2 separate regions of the Mus musculus genome follow, and region 1 is linked to region 2. Evidence: chromatin contacts called from public HiCAR-type data. All regions are on one chromosome and are shown on one strand. The core of a region is the stretch at or near the end of the contact, and the rest is flanking DNA. Distances in the headings are between cores, read along the strand shown.

Region 1 (3,252 bases), core at 53-2,552, 610 kb before region 2:
AAGTCAGAGTGGAAAGTCAGAGGCAGGAACCAAAGGTGACATGGAGTTCCTGGTTTGGACGTTTGACTGGTTGTCACCATTACAGCTACAAACTGACAATGAGGCGCCCAAGGGATTTTCCTGTCTTTTTGGCTTTTCGAGACAGGGTTTCTCTGTGTAGCCCTGGCTGTCCTGGAACTCACTTTGTAGACCAGGCTGGCCTTGAACTCTGAAATCCGCCTGCCTCTGCCTCCCGAGTGCTGGGATTAAAGGCGTGCGCCACCACGCCCGGCCCGGATTTTCCTGTCTTGTTGTTAAATGGTGAATAGTTAAAAGAGGAGGCTGGGTGGGAAAAGGATACCTGAACGATAATGTAAATTAGGTATTAGGCAACAAGGGGTCAAGTTAGACAGAACTCCAACTTCTAAAGTTACAGCGCACACTCTTTAGTGTTAAACAGCCTGTTAGGCAGCCAATACCTCAGTTCCCACTGTAAAATTAGCAAAGTAATAGTCGCTTCCTCACAGAAAAGAGCTTGCTAGGGGCTTGCAGGCAGCTCAGCGGGTAAAGTCACTTGCAGTGCAAGCCTGTCCACCTGAGTTCCACCCCCAGAATTCATGCAAAGGTAGAAGGGGCAACTGATTGCATAAAGTTGTCTTCTGACCTCCACAAGCTTGGAGTGGCATGCACCCACCCCCTCCCCATAATAAGTTAAATAAAAAGCTTTAATTTTAAAAAGTGCTTGCTATTTTCGTTAAGCCTCAAACCCTGGGACAATTGGCTAAAGTGGCTATTTGACAAATTTTAGTTTCATTAGAGTGTATGTGGATAAAGAGGCACCCAGGAACGGGTAAGAGCAGTTTGTTTTGGCAGAGCCCTAAGACGTGGAAGTAAATAACATTAAATCATGGTAACAGAATGTAAGATTATGTTTGTAAAGCGTCTGTCTTTTAGTAGCAATCTCGGCAAAGGTATTCCTATGGAATAGAATAAGCAACGCTATAAACATTAGAACAACGAAGACCAACATGATAGATCCTTCAATGTGTCTGTCCCTCCCGCACTGGATCTCTCTGATTAACTCCAACCGCCTGGGGATACATGTTCCGTTCACTTTGTCCCTTGTGTGTCTTGCACATCATTTCTACAGACCTGATTATTTGGAGCGAACTGGGGAGGGAGTCAAAGGGTGAAGGGATTGAGGGTTCTAAGCCCAGACACAGAATCAAAGGAATTTCAGAGACTGCAATTCCTGCTGCCGCCACAGGGTGGAGCCAGCCTCTAGTTCTGGGGCCTGGAGTCATGACCCGGAAGTACATCTCCACTTTCTCCACCGCAGAGATGGCGGCGGCCGCTCTATCCCGGACGCTGTTGCCAGAGGCCCGGCGGCGCCTGTGGGGATTTACACGAAGGCTTCCGCTTCGCCGCGCCGCTGCTCAGGTGAGTCTCGCTCCGCCGTGCCCCGGCGGCTCCCGGTGTGCTTTGGGCCGGGCCTCCGGATCCGCTATCCCGGGGCGCTGCGGCCGGGCGCAGAGGGGGCGGGGCGGCTGCTCCCCCTCCACGCCACCCGCGGGAGGTAAGAAAAGGAGCCGTGGACCCCCAAACCAGACAGCGCCATCCTCAGCCCATGGACACCCAAACCAGACAGCGTCAACCTCAGTTCATCCGAGTTTTATCCCAGCGTTTTCCTTATTTGAGAGTTGTCTTGCTCCAAAGGGATCTCTCTCTCTCTCTGTGTGTGTGTGTGTCTGTCTGTCTGTCTGTTAGTTTGCTATTACCAATGTTATTGTATGTCGGGCTGTTCTCTCTCGAGAAAAGGAAACTAGGACAAGCGCTTTATGAATTTGAAGTTGGGTTTGCTTTTGGTTTTGATATTTTGAGACATCGTTGTTACACAGGGTTTCTCTGTGTAACATCTCTGGCTGTCCTGGATCTTGCCCTGTAGATCGGGCTGGCCTCAGATCCGCCTGCCCCTACACAGTAGGGCACAGTCAGGTCATGGTGTATTATTTGATCAGGGAGCAGAAAGCCTTTGGGTCACAGAAGCAGGACAGTGCGGGCTCGTACACATTTCTTAAGTACCTGTGGCTGTGGCTGTGAAGAAACCACGACCATGGCAACTCTTATAAAGGAAGACACATTAGCTGGGGCTGCTTACAGTTCAGAGGTTTCGTCCATCATCATCAGAGCAGGAAGCATGGCAGAGTGCTGGCAGACGTGGTGGAGAAGGAGCCAAGAGTTCTACATCTGGGTTGGCAAGAGATAGACACAGACAGACAGACAGACAGATAATGGACCTGGCTTGAGCATTTTAAACCCTATAACCCACCCCAGTGGCACACTTCCTCCAACCTTCTAGTAGTCTCTCTCTCTGATGACTAAGTGTTCAAATCTGTGAGCCTCTGTGGTCCATTCCTATTCAAACCACCACTGTGTCTGGCGGTTAGGTCAGTCTCAGGTTTTTGGGTCAGGGTTTAGGAAATACGTTTTTCTCATTTCAATATGAAAACATGAAAAAGCTGCTGAAGCGTCTGTAGTCAAACCAGTTGGCCCGAGAGCCTCTGAAGCATCTGTCCTGTTTCTGTCTGTCCTTTGTGAACAGGAGCATCCCGTCTGTCTCACTTCTACACAGTCAGTTTTGTATTGTTATTTCAGTTTCTTGACTTTTTGTCCTTAGTGAATATGAAGCATCTGTAGGAGAGGTAGCTGAATCAGGGTGCTTGTTGAAGGGTAATGTGCTAACTGCTCCCGTTCTTGGAGAGAAAGGCATGTTCTCTCAAGTGTTGCCTGTTTGACAGAGCGGTTGGTTAAGGAACATTTCCTAGGCTACTGCTAGAGCCCAGTGGAACCAGAACTGGGACCTCATTCTCCGCGCTTTCTGCCAATGACACACACACACAGACACACATAGCAGATTACATCCACCCCGGGCTAGGAAAGTGGTTTTGGAATGAGTCTGTTTGAGGTTGTTTTGTTTGACACTGAACACCAGGACAGTAATGTTTTCTCTCTTTCCCTCCTCCTCCCGTCAGCCGTTGTACTTTGGAGGGGACCGACTAAGAAGCACACAGGCTGCCCCACAGGTTGTGCTGAATGTCCCCGAGACACAAGTGACATGTTTGGAAAATGGACTCAGAGTAGCTTCTGAAAACTCTGGGCTCTCAACGTGCACAGTAAGTCACTGCTACAGTCTTTTTTGTTTGTTTGTTTGTTTGTTTTGTTTTTTCAAGACAGGGTTTCTCTGTGTAGCCCTGGCTGTCCTGGAACTCACTC
Region 2 (3,148 bases), core at 94-2,593:
CTCGATGAAGGACTGCATACTACATTAAATTACTCTTCTTGTTGCTAAAATTCAACTTTGCAGTAATGTTTCACCTCGATGAAGGATTGCATACTGATCCCTTAGGAGAGGGATCGCCTTTGTGGGGAGAAGCTTGTAGGTCCTGCCAGGGACTTAAAGCTGTGCAGATACAAGTGATTAGTAAGCATCGCCCAGACAATGCTAACAACAGCAAGCACCAAGCTAAAAGTATGAAGGGGATGACAGAAATCATCAATCACTGATATTTTAAACGACTCTTTAAAAGAATAAAGGGTTGGAAACAGCCGCTCTGTTTCTTGAGGACAGATCACTAGGGACTCCTGGCTGCAGAGCAGCGGGAACTTTTAACTGGCCGCCGGCATGGGCAGCCACCGACCAAAGTGCTCCAATCTGTCGGCAGCTGGCCGGCAAAACCCAGTGACAACCCCAGCGCCACCTGGGGACCCACCAAGGAGGACCCAGAACAGGACAAAAGTCTGGTATCTAAGTACTGGGGTTAGGAAAACACGATGCGCAGGTTCGGCAGCTGCAGGGAGTGAAGGGGTGGGGGACAGCAGTACCAAAAGCTTGTGTGGCCTGTCACATAAGCACCAGTTTATGTGTTAGGGGACAGTTGAAATCCCAACTCAGGACTCCATTCTCCACTAACTTTGTTCTCTCTCCCCAGGCAGCGCACCCCGCTGAGGTAGGAGGTTGTCCCGGTCTCCGGCCGGCTGGCCCCTGGGAAGAAGGAAAAGGATGGAAAGATGCGCTCGCGGGCCACCGTGGCGCCGTAGGGATGCCGTGGTGGTACCTACCATGGTATTCCTGTCCCGGTACGTAGTAGGTGGGGTTGCCCGCAATGTGCAGGGAAATGAGCACCTCGCCCTGCTCCCCATCCCCTTCCAGCTCCCCGTGGTGGGTGCACAGGAAAAAGAAAGGCGAGAAGCGCGGGTAGTAGCCGGTGGCCGCGCGCGCCCTCAGCGTCGCCAGCAGCAGCAGCACGGCCAGGACGAGAGCCCGCGGCGCCCAGCAGCCGCGCTCCATGCCGCCGCGCTCCGTGCCGCCGCGCGCCCCGCGCGCTCTCTCATCCACTTTCGGAGGCACCGGCACGGAGGAGCCGCGTGCGGGGAAGGCGAGCCGGCGGCGGGCTCGAGCCGAGCGGGTCCGGGCAACCGAGCCCGCGGGGGGAAGTTAGCGGGAGACCGAGGCTCCCGAAGTTACTTTGGGCCGCCGGAGCGAGAGCGCGGGGGGAACCGGGGCCGCGGGCGCCGAGAGCGCGTCGTCCGCCTCCGAGCGCCGCCGCCGCCGGTGTGCACGCGACGCCCCTCGGCCGGGCTTGGGAAAGTGCCCGCCCCCTCCGCACCTTCTTAAAGCCCCGGGCGCCGCCCCCTCCCCCGCCGCCGCCACACGTGTCCCAGCCGCGCCCCCGCCCCCGCGCCCGTCCCCGCCCCCTCGGGCTTGCCCGCACCTCGGGCTGTGCCCGGAGCACACGCGCGCCTCCCGCCCACGGCCCGCTCCGCCCGGAAGGGCAGGGCTGCTCGGCCGCTGCGCGAACGAGAGCGGCCAGAGACCGACGGGCTGCCCCGGGGAACCGGAGCCCCGGGCTCACGGCTGCCCGTTCTGCGAGGACGCGCGGGGAAGCCGAGGGCGGCGGGGACCGCGCTGTTCTTTGTCTACGCCGGCTGCAACCCTCGCCCCTCGGGGCCCGCCGCCCCCCAGTCCCCACGGCCAGCGCTTGTCCTGGGGACCCTCCCGTCAGTGGCCCCAACCGCGACGGTGCCCCGCGCGCGCGAGCCCTTTCCAGTCAGGCCTCGCGGCCCCGTCGCTGCCCCGGCCCGGGTCTTCAGTGGCAGCCAGGCTGAAAGGGAGATTGGGTGACGGTGCGATTGCCACCTGGAGTGGTGCGGGGCCAGATCGTCGGGCTTCTCGGCCGTGGGGATTGTGGTGAGGGGACCCGACAGGCGAGCTTCGCCGGACTCTGTATTTACGCGTTGCTAGGGGATTCCTCGGACGGAGATGGGGGTAGTAAATTTTAGGTCCGAGTTTATTACTTCTACATGTCATGCATGACCACTGTCACTGGGGTGGGGGAGGGGAAGGCATGCAGAGGAGTGGCTGGCAGCAGCAATGAAACCGGCGTTAATGAGCTATCTCACGCAGGACTGCGGGCAAGTGAAACCATCCAGAAGCACGTTTTTTAACCGAGCACCGCTGGCAGGAGCCCCGAGGCACCCAGAGACGGGAGAACAGAGCTGCCAGGTTTTAATGCATTTCTCCAGGCTCAGCACCAAGCCAAAATAAGCCTTGCTTGTAAAGAAACCAGGAAACTGTAATGTCAGAAATGGTAGTCTTTGCCTGAGTTTGGGAGAAGGGCGTCAGAAGGCAAGATCCAAAGGGAGACCTCTGTGGTAATTTCATTGCAAAAGATTTTTTTTTTTCTGCCACATTCACAGTTTCAGCAGATAGGAAGGACCTAACTGCCTGTTGGTCTCCATTACTTCCAATCCTCCCAAAGTTCAACAGCACACATATTCATACACGCGACTAATATTACACTAGAGCAAAGTGCCATGCAGGCTGCACAGGCTTGTAGATCATTAGCCTAATGTAATCCTAACACCACCACCGGAAGAAGCAAAACTTCCCCCATTTCACAGGGGAGAAATCAGAATAGCTTGCCCCAAGTAAGACGAAGGCTGACTCTAAAGATGCCTGGCCTGCCACTGTCTACAGCCCGAGCTCGAGCTCGGGAGGAAACCAGCACGACCGGACCACCTACTTTGGGCAGGCCCAGGAGACACCTGCCTCCTCCTCCAGCCTAGATTAGCTTCGGTTTAGCTGCAGCAGCCATTATGATAAAGCTTGGCCAGAGCAGCTGTTTACATTCAAATTCAAATTCTTCAGTCACATTAACCACATTTTAAAATAACCCACAGCTACATATGGCTAGCAGGTATTGAATCAATGCAGACTTACAGCACTGTCATATACAGAAGAGAAAAGGCCAATGTGAGGTCTAGCCATTCAGTTACATTTGCCAACTACCTCCTATACACCAAATGGCTGGATGCCATGCTCTGAGCTGTAGCCGACATGTGCTGGACCACATGGAACTCAGAATCTAGTGCTGGGAGAGGGTAAATTC

What was found. HiCAR-type assays count read pairs that join an accessible place to other places.
Region 1: a HiCAR-type map of astrocytes shows a contact between it and region 2, with 2.4 times the contacts expected there. The contact joins the promoter of Pmpcb here to the promoter of Reln in region 2. A contact is called at or near these places in 1 of 484 Hi-C or Micro-C datasets (embryonic stem cells) and 2 of 115 datasets of contacts at active chromatin or transcription factors (astrocytes and embryonic forebrain).

The regions. Positions count from the first base shown.
Region 1 is chr5:21,735,858-21,739,109 of GRCm38.p6, forward strand. It overlaps Pmpcb (peptidase (mitochondrial processing) beta), which reads left to right and starts at 1,303. Exons shown (of 13, transcript NM_028431.2): 1 at 1,303-1,419; 2 at 3,012-3,152. The coding sequence starts at 1,321.
Region 2 is chr5:22,343,362-22,346,509 of GRCm38.p6, forward strand. It overlaps Reln (reelin), which reads right to left and starts at 1,344. Exons shown (of 65, transcript NM_011261.2): 1 at 819-1,344. The coding sequence starts at 1,047.